2 separate regions of the Mus musculus genome follow, and region 2 is linked to region 1. A link is a contact called in public HiChIP or PLAC-seq data. All regions are on one chromosome and are shown on one strand. Each heading gives the region's core, a stretch centred on a gene start, on an enhancer-like site or on the middle of the called end of the contact. The rest is flanking DNA. Distances are from core to core; before and after follow the strand shown.

The links. HiChIP or PLAC-seq counts read pairs in DNA pulled down with a chosen protein or histone mark.
Region 2: an H3K27ac HiChIP or PLAC-seq map of the HPC-7 cell line shows a contact between it and region 1, with 6 times the contacts expected there. The contact joins the promoter of Syt8 here to the enhancer-like site in region 1. A contact is called at or near these places in 2 of 15 datasets of contacts at CTCF or cohesin (CD8 T cells and the NIH/3T3 cell line), 14 of 484 Hi-C or Micro-C datasets (CD8 T cells, CD8 central memory T cells, the HL-1 cell line and 10 more), 11 of 115 datasets of contacts at active chromatin or transcription factors (CD8 T cells, the HPC-7 cell line, bone marrow-derived dendritic cells and 8 more) and 3 of 9 other capture datasets (adipose tissue, liver and pancreatic islet).

Annotation. Positions count from the first base shown.
Region 1 is chr7:142,401,690-142,405,945 of GRCm38.p6, reverse strand. No RefSeq gene overlaps it. Among named protein-coding and RNA genes, the nearest start is that of Ctsd, 16 kb to the right of the region's middle. Within about 2 kb of position 2,220, at least 27 of the 459 cell types and tissues checked have an H3K27ac peak or open chromatin away from gene starts, as enhancers often do. A contact at or near this core is called in the HPC-7 cell line, adipose tissue, bone marrow-derived macrophages and 2 more, where this site is marked.
Region 2 is chr7:142,434,026-142,438,578 of GRCm38.p6, reverse strand. Syt8 (synaptotagmin VIII) reads right to left here and starts at 1,745. Exons shown (of 9, transcript NM_001285861.1): 1 at 1,640-1,745; 2 at 306-416; 3 at 35-204. The coding sequence starts at 1,646.

The DNA of each region.
Region 1 (4,256 bases), core at 971-3,470:
ATCTACAAACACTAACATAACCTATAGATGGCTTATAATATGTACAAAGGTATAGGAGGATGTCTCACCAACAAAGATATGCAGATGGCAAATAGGTATATGAAAAGATGCTCAGTATCATATGACAAAGTGAAAATGAGATACCACTGCATACCTACTAGTATAGCTAATGTTCAAACAATGACATCACCAAGGGCTGACAAGGATGTCATAGGGCAGAAAGCATCCCTCGCCACTGATAAGTATGCCGAACAGTAAGGCCCATTTGGAAGACAGTTTAGAGATTTCTTCTAATTTCTTAACTTCCATAACCACCATAGAATCCATCTAGCAAATTCACAGACCTCCACGCAGAAATCTGCATACACCTGGTGAAAGCACCTGTACTCTTTAAATTTAACTGCCAATTTGACCCAACCTGACTCTCCTGGGAAGAGTCTTAGTTGAGGAATTGTCTCCATCAGATTGGCCTGTGAGCGTGTCTGTGATAGCTTGTCATGATTGTTAATTGATGTGGGAAGACCCAGCCCAGTGTGGGGGGCACCATTCCTTAGGCAAGGCGTCCTGAATTAGGAGCGAAGAAACCGAGATGAGCCCATGCAAACAGGCATGTACGCATGCATGTCTCTCTGCTCCTGACTGTGCATGTGATGGGACTCTATTGTGATGGGACTCTATTGTGATGGGACTCTATTGTGATGGGACTCTATTGTGATGGGACTCTATTGTGATGGGACTCTATTGTGATGGGACTCTATTGTGATGGGACTCTATTGAGCTCCTGAGGCTGTGACTTCTCTGCTGTGATGGAATGTAACCTGGAATTTGTAGACTGAAATAAATAATTTTCTTCCCAAGTTGCCTTGGGGGGGGAGTATTTTGTCATAATGGAAATGAGATAGCCACTTTATTCTTTATTTATTATCATATTTCCAAACCAAACAAAATGTATTTTATGAAGTGAATAGATAAATAGCCTTTGATGAAGCCATATGATGGATATAACGTATCAAGTCATGAAAGTCAATGGAAACACATGCGGCCGAGTGAAAGAAGGCAGTAAACCGTGATTTCAGCTCCTGGACATGTGCATAAGGCAAAACCAAGGTGATGGCGCCATCGCTGGGTGGGGTGGAATGTGGGGTAGGGTAGAGGTGAACAGGGGGATCATGGGATGTCTGAAGTGAGAGAACTCTTCAGCTCTGTCTCTCCATGGTAGGAGTACAACAGCTCCATGTCAGGAAGGATTAGACTTCATCTCTCTATCACCCCTGGCCAGTGCACAGCACCACAGAATCTCCCGCAAGAACAGAATTCACTTCTTCATTCTCATAATCATTAATTTGGAGACTCTGGGGATCCTGGGACCTCATGCATGTTAGGCAAGCACTGCACATTATTCATTAGCCCAAAGCAAGCAGGAGTTGGAGGTAGGAGAGGCATCTGTGGTTTGGCCTAATCTCACAAGCTTTTTCTAAGTGCAGTTTCTGCAGACCGAATATCAAGTAGCCCAGGTTGGCCTTGACCTTGAACAAATGACTGTCCTTTCTCTGCTTCCCAGTGCTGGGAATACAGGCGTATGTGATCTACCTTACATATACATACACAGCTCTTCTTTTTATATAAAACACAGTAACACATTATGTCTGTACATGAGTGTGCATGTGTGTGTGTACACAGAACTCAGAGGAGAGCGGTGACTCCTCTGTCACCCCCACCTACTTCTTTAGGGTATGATCTCTCCAGGAACCTGAAGCTCAGGTTTTCTCAGCTAGTGTGGAAGCCAACAAGCCCAGCTGTCATTCTGTCTCCATCTTCCTTGGAGCTGGGGCACACAACATGCTGCTTTGTTGACTGAGTACTGGGAGATGGACTCTGCACAGTAAGCACTCTTAACTGCTAAGCCCTCTGTCCAGACAGTACCCTGGTTTTGTTTTGTTGTTTTTAGGTCTATTATAATATCAGTCTTGTAACCACAAGGGCTTGGGTTCAACCCACAAACAAACAAGATCTTGGGGGTAGACCCCATGATCTAGGCCTGAGCACAGGCAGCTGAAGCCCAGCCTGGTCTTCTGACTACTGTGTAGCAACAAGCATGGGTGGATTGGCACTTTGATGTCTGGTTGCATTTGTGACACAGCAGCCGAACACTGATGTAACACGGAGATTAGCAGGCAAGAGCCAGAGACCTCCAGGAGGAAGTCAGGAAGCATTGTGAACTCAGCGTAAACAAAGCTACAGCGTGATGTGCAATTTTGCCTAACTCAGTACAAGTTGGAGAGGAACTCTCATGGAGCCAGTTACCTAAACTTCTTTAAAGGGACCTAGGATTTTACTTATTTATTTATTTACCTACTTACTTACTTATGGTTGAAAGAAAGGGTCAGGGATTTTATTTATTTATTTATTTATTTATTTATTTATTTATTTATTCATTCATTCATTCATTGTTAGAAGAAAGGATCTCATGTAGCCCAGGCTGGCTTCAAACGCTTATTGTAGCTGAGGGTGTCCTTGAGTTCCTGATCCTCCTGTCTCTATTCCCCAAGTGCTGTGATTACAAGTGTGCTCCATCACACCGGCTTATGTGGTGCCAAGGATGGAACCCATGGCTGTGTGCATCCTAAGTGAGCACTCTACCGAACTCAGTTCCTCGAGAGGCAAGCACTTCACATCCCAAGACATCTTCCCAGTCCTGAAGGAATATTCTTAAGTACAGTGTCAACTTCCTTCATGGACATAAAGCTACTGGGGCAACATCTGTCCTCAGTGGTTTGGATGGTTTACCTTAGCCAGGAGCATGGAGTGGTTTCTTGTAGTCCCTTCTGTTTTTTAACAATTATTGAAGGGACACTCGCCCACTTGAGCATGTGGCTCTGGTAGGCCTTGCCCTTCTTCCCAATTCTCTCTGCCTTGATAGAAACCTTTTAGATTATATTCCTAAGGCTAGCCACCAAGGTCGATTCCTTTATCTGACTACTTCCTTTTCCTGAGACTGACTACCAAGGTCCAGCTATCAAAGTACTGAAGTCCAACAGTTAGAAGCCCCCTTTGGCTCACCTAATCAACAAAATTAAACACCTCATTCTAATTCAGGGTTTCCCCTTGTACCTTTATAACCTGCCATTTTTCTATGGGCCACATCTGTCCCTTCTCTATCCAGAGGCAGCCCTTTGTCTCCACTCCAGGACAAATGCCCCTCCTCCCTCCCTTCCCTTCTGCCTCATCCTCTATCTCCTGTCTTTGTCTCTTATTACCTACCCTCTGTCCCTCTGGGGCAAATAAACCTCCCTTGTGCTGAGAACTTGGTCTTGGGAGGTCCTGAGCCAATTTTTTCCTAACAATTATAAAGATCAGGATCATGCTCATTATAAAAAAATAAAAAACCAAAATTAATCCCAGATAACCCTGTACAAAGTCAGGTGTGTGTTTGTAATTCCCATACTAGGGAAGCAGAGATAGGTGGATCCCTGGGACAGTAGCCAGCCAGCCTAACCTCCTTGGCCAGTTACAGGCCAATGAGAGACCCTGTTTCAAAGGAGGTGGATAGCCCCTGAGGAATCCTCTGGCCTGCACATACATAAACAGGCATACAGAGAAAACTCCTTCAAGGCTCTGCAGGCACACTCCTCTCACACCTAAAGTGTGGCAGCAACTGCCAAGGAATTGTTCCTCAAAGGTGAGGAGCTTGGCTCTTCCTAGCTTGTTCAGAGGGCAGCACTGAACTGACTCCACAGCCAGGCAAAGACTGTAAGAAAAGAAACCAATACAGTCTGAGGCATAAACATCTCTCCAGTCCGGTCAGCAAGTCAACTCCTATAATATACCTGGGATAACATTCACATGGAGTTTGTCTCAGGAGCCCCTGCCTAATGGATGGTGCTGGGCACCATAGCCTGGGTCGTCCCACATCAATTAATCAAGACAACACATCCACCAGACCAATCCAATATTGCTAGTCCCCCACTGATACTGCCTTGCCTGTTAACTCAGGGTCCTGTCAAGTTGACAATTAAGCTAACTGTGACACTTACCTTGAAATTAGCAAAAATATATTTTAAAATACAGCATAAAATGGAATTATAGACAAACAATCAACACATTTATAAAATCTTCTTTTAAAAAAAAAAACGGGGATGTTGTTCATACCTCTAATACTAGCACTCAAGAAGCTGAGGCAGTAGGATTCCCATGAGTGCAAGGCCAGCCATGACTATGTAGTGAGTTCCAAGCCAGTCTGGGCCACAGAGATTAAA
Region 2 (4,553 bases), core at 496-2,995, 33 kb before region 1:
TGGACACAGGTAGATTTGGGTTTCTGCTCCTCACCAGGTGAGTAGTGGTGCTATTACGGGCACTGCCCAGGCCCACAGTTTCTTTATCCTTGGGTTGCTTCCTGTGGCGATGGCGGTGGCAATAGCAACAGATGACACAGAGCAAACAGGAGACTAAGAGGACTCCAGCAGCAAGGATGGCGATAAAGAGGGTCCAGCGAGGCCCTAGGCCAGGGGCACAGGCTGCTGAAATGTCTCTCTAGACAATCTGGCTCCCCACTAGGCTGGTCCATGCCCACACTGCTTTTGGGGTTCCGACCACTCACAGGGGATCCTGGTGATGAGGTCTGGGATGAGACTGGGCCCAGCTGTGGCATCAAGTGGGGCAGAGGTGCTGAAGGGGTTTAAGGCGTGCCCCATCTTCATGCTCCTATCAGCTTTGAGGAGATAGTTGTGGAATCCAGGTCATTTGAGGGGTGGTCCTTTATGTACTGACTCTTCACCTGTCAGCAGCCAGTACTGAGTCCACCCTAAGCAAGAAAGTAGCCTAAGGTAGCCAGGGCAAGGACACTAGCCAGGAAGCCAGGCAGAAAGAGGCTCTGGGCCTTGGCCAAAGCACTGACTTAGCTGCTGCAAGCCCCAACTCTTGCCACTTTTCCCAGTTCCCAACCCCAGCCAAGTAGGCCAGGCCTGGCCTGGGGGCAGCCTGGTACCTGCTTTTGCTGGCCCTTGCTCACTGGGACCCTCCAAACCTACATATCTGGAAGATTTCTGTCCTTTTTTTTTTTTTTTTTTTTTTTTTCTAGAACTTAAAGGCCTTTTCTCATTTTTGGGGATGTCTTATCTCCTGCACAGAGGACCCATCATAGCTCTCTACATTCCAAAGACCTGCCATCTTCTACACGGTAGTCCAGTTGGTTCACTGTAGCCTCAGGTCCGAGAGTAGCTTGGGCTATGAGGTCATGTAGGAGGGAATTGGGGATGCAGGGCACAGGGCCACCAGCAGGTGGGCATGCGCTCCAGCAAGTCTAGGCTGAAGGAGCTTTGCTGGCATGGGCACCAGGCCAGTATTGCCTGAGGTTGAGGGCGAGGTAGGGGCAGGCAGGGGCAGGGCATAGCTGGGAGAGCCTGAGCATTCCTCCATGCTGAATCAATGCCCGCCCAGACTTGTCTACCTGCCTGCTTGGCCACCCTTGGCATGGGAGTGGAAAGGAGGAGGCCATGAAGCTGCTTTGGCCTCTGTATCCTACCTGCCTGGGGCCTGAAACACCTGGCAGGCTGGCTTCTCCCCCACCCCACCCCCACCCCGTGAGCAGAAAGGGTGGGGTTCTCAGCTGGGGACTGGGAGCCACTGACTCGCTGAACTCAGGACCTCCCCCCTCCCCCACAGCTTCCCTAGATGGCAACTGCTGGCCAGAACTCAGTTTCTTAAACTTGAGTCTAATGCCACTGTGCCACAAGAGCCTGCCAGCCCTCCTGCTGTATCTAAGCCCAGACTGCACACAAGTTACTAGACCAGCCCACTCCTCCAGGGGTGACTAATAGACCCTCTTGCTCTTGTGCCCTCAGCCTGGAGTCCCCAACATGATTCCAAAGGGTAGCTCCTCCTGCAATATCAGTGGTTCACTAACTGGCAGCCACAGCTCACAGAGCTCAGAACCTTGCATCTCTCAGTGATTCGGGGCAGCTGCAGATCAGGAAGGGACCAGTCTCTGCCTTCTCCGTCTCCCTTTAGAGGTCCTCCTGCACACATGGAACCATGATGTTTTCAAGGGTGGCCTGAGGCTGGTGCTCTGAAGTTGGCATGGCCCTGGAGCAGAGGTGCAGAGGGTTTTTAACAAGAAGCCATAATGACTATGGAGAGTGGTCTGGTGGGCACCTGGAAGGACCACAGTGCTAGGCTGAATATCCTCTTCACCTCTTGAAATTCCTCAGTTTTTAGCACAAGTACCATATTTTAAATCATCCCCAGGCCCTGTGTATTATACAGCTAGTCCCTAACTCGGTTTCAGACTCATCTGTAATTTGGTGATGAAGTAGGAGCTTGGTGAGTCCCCTGAGGATGGAGAGAGGTGATCTGCTGGCCTCAACAGCCTGCCTGTCCACTAATATCACTCTTGTCTGGCCTTCTGAAGGACTCTGCTAGGCAGGAGTCCATAGGTGGTGGTCAGAGCACCCCCAGTGGCTCTGAAGTTGGCATGGCTCTGGAGCTGAGGTGCAGAAGGTTTTTACAAGAGGCCACAATGCCTATAAAGAATCTGCTTGGAGCTGGAGCTGAGATGTTGTTCCTCAAGGGCCCCTAGCACAAGAGGGCTAAGGTCAGGCTCAAACAAATCCGGCCTCCACATGGGGCTCAAAATGTTTTACCATTTGGAAATGGTGGAGCTGGTATGAATGTTGGGATTAAAGTAACATTGATCTCTCTCTGACTCTGTCTCTGTCTCTGTCTCTGTCTCTGTCTCTCTGTCTCTCTGTCTCTCTGTCTCTCTCTCTCTCTCTCTCTGTGTGTGTGTGTGTGTGTGTGTGTGTGTGTGTGTGTGTTCTTCTTGTCTAAAGCCCTCCCTCCCTTATCCTAAGAACAAGTGGTAGGGAACAGAGGATCTAGAAGTTGTGACTTCTAACTGTATGTCACTCAGGAGGGCATCCTGAGTAGCATGGTGGTAACACATGCCTACAGGAGGCTTCAGGCTGTTTGGAAGCTGTCTCCGGAAGATTCTGAGGCCTCAGAAACACCAGCTCCTGGTACTAGGGAGAGTTTCAAGGCCTGGAGACATGGAGGCCCCTTAGGACTCCCAGGTTCCAATGGTGGTAAAGGTGCAAGTAAAAAGACAGCCACTAGGAGGAGCCGTTCTTCCCGCTGGTCCCCACCTACCAGTAGCACTCAGTTTGCTACTTTAGAGAAAGTGTGAGCAGCCTGAGCTAGACAGACAGAAAAGAGGAGTCATAATTCTCTAGTCCCACCTTATCTTCCTGCTCTTGCAGCCTGTCTTCTGTGACTGCTGCGGAAGACCCTCTCAAAGGACTAGCACTGTTTGACCTAGGAAAAGGAGGTGGGAGTCCCTGCTCCATCTCCAAGCTGTGAACACCCAGTTCTGTAATCCCTTCCAGGCAGGATGTCTGACTCACAGTTGGGTCTGAGGCCTGCACCCATGGCCCCAGCCTCTCTCAATCCACGCATTCTCCAAGGCTTGTGTGAGCCCTTACCTTCTCCAGGTATCTCTTTCGAGTCCCTCACAATGAACCAGACTTGTACTGGATGTCACCCAGTGATCCCTTTAAGATGTGAGCCACTCAGTACAATGCTAAGCCTCTCCTCCAAATTTTCTGTCAGCCCAGGGTCAGGTACTCATTTCTGGGTTAGACTTGCTGCCAACCTCACCTACCTACCCTCAGCCTAACCAGACCTTGTGCTATTTCAAAGGTAGCAGGTTTCTGAGTTCTTTCCCCCCCCCCCCCAGAAAAGCAAGACACCCGCCAAGACAAGCATAGAGGTGATCCCTTCCTCACCTGATACCTACTGCTTCCTGTGACGGGTGGACTCAGGCCTGCTTGCTCAGACCCTAGTCACTGGGAGGCTGGTTGTCCACTCTCAGGCAGCACCTGATGCCCACAGCAGAGCCCGTGGTGCCTGTTGCTAGTGATCAAATGAATCTTGTGGGGAAGAAGGGGTGTGGAGGCAGGGCTTTGGGGAGCCCCACCTAATGACCGGAACTGCTGGCCCTCATAAACCAGGAAACTCCCTTGAGAGCGAAGGTCTCCCCTCTCTGAGGTCCTGGAGCAGGTATCTGGACTCTATGCTATCTTGAGGTGTTCCTCAAGGCTGGAGGTTACTCCAAGCCACACCAAACTTTGCACAAAAGGGGGTGATAGGCCCGCTGGGCTGACCTCTGTGCAGGCTCACACACCCAGAAGTCCTGAGTCACAACCTGCTTAGTTGAAGAATGTGCCCCCTGGCAATGCAGGCCTAGGGAACTCAGCACAAAGAGGGTGGAACCCTGTAAGGGAGCTGCCTAGCACTGTGGCGGACTATCCTGGGGCCATGAGGGCCTGACTGACTTCGCTGCCACCCTCAGAGAATGTTCTGGAGCCCATCCGGACCTATTCCCTTGAGTTTTTAGCTTCCCAATGAGCAAGTCCTCTTCCTGGTGTCCGAGGTTAGATCATTGGCAATAATCTGTTCAGTTAGTTTGGCTCCAACCAGTGTTGTAGCCTGGGCTCCTCATTGTGCTCTGACCAGTTGGTCCGGTCTGACCACTCTTCAGCCCTTATCTGTGCCTGACAGTCAGACATTGGAATGTGTAATGGTTAACGTCTCTGGGCTGATGAGACAGACCTTGTTGAGGAAACTTCTGCTGTAGAATGCTCTGGGACTACCTCATGTGGGACATGGGCATCCATGCTTTTCATAAGTGTCTCTGGGCACGTGGGCAGAGACGTGAGATGGATCTATCCTCTGGTATGATTCAGGTTCTGTAACAGAGACTTAGAAATAAGATCAGAGGGGCCAGTGGTGTGCCTGTAGAGATATCAAGACACCCTGGTAGCAAGCACCTGTACTTTGGGACCCAGCAGAC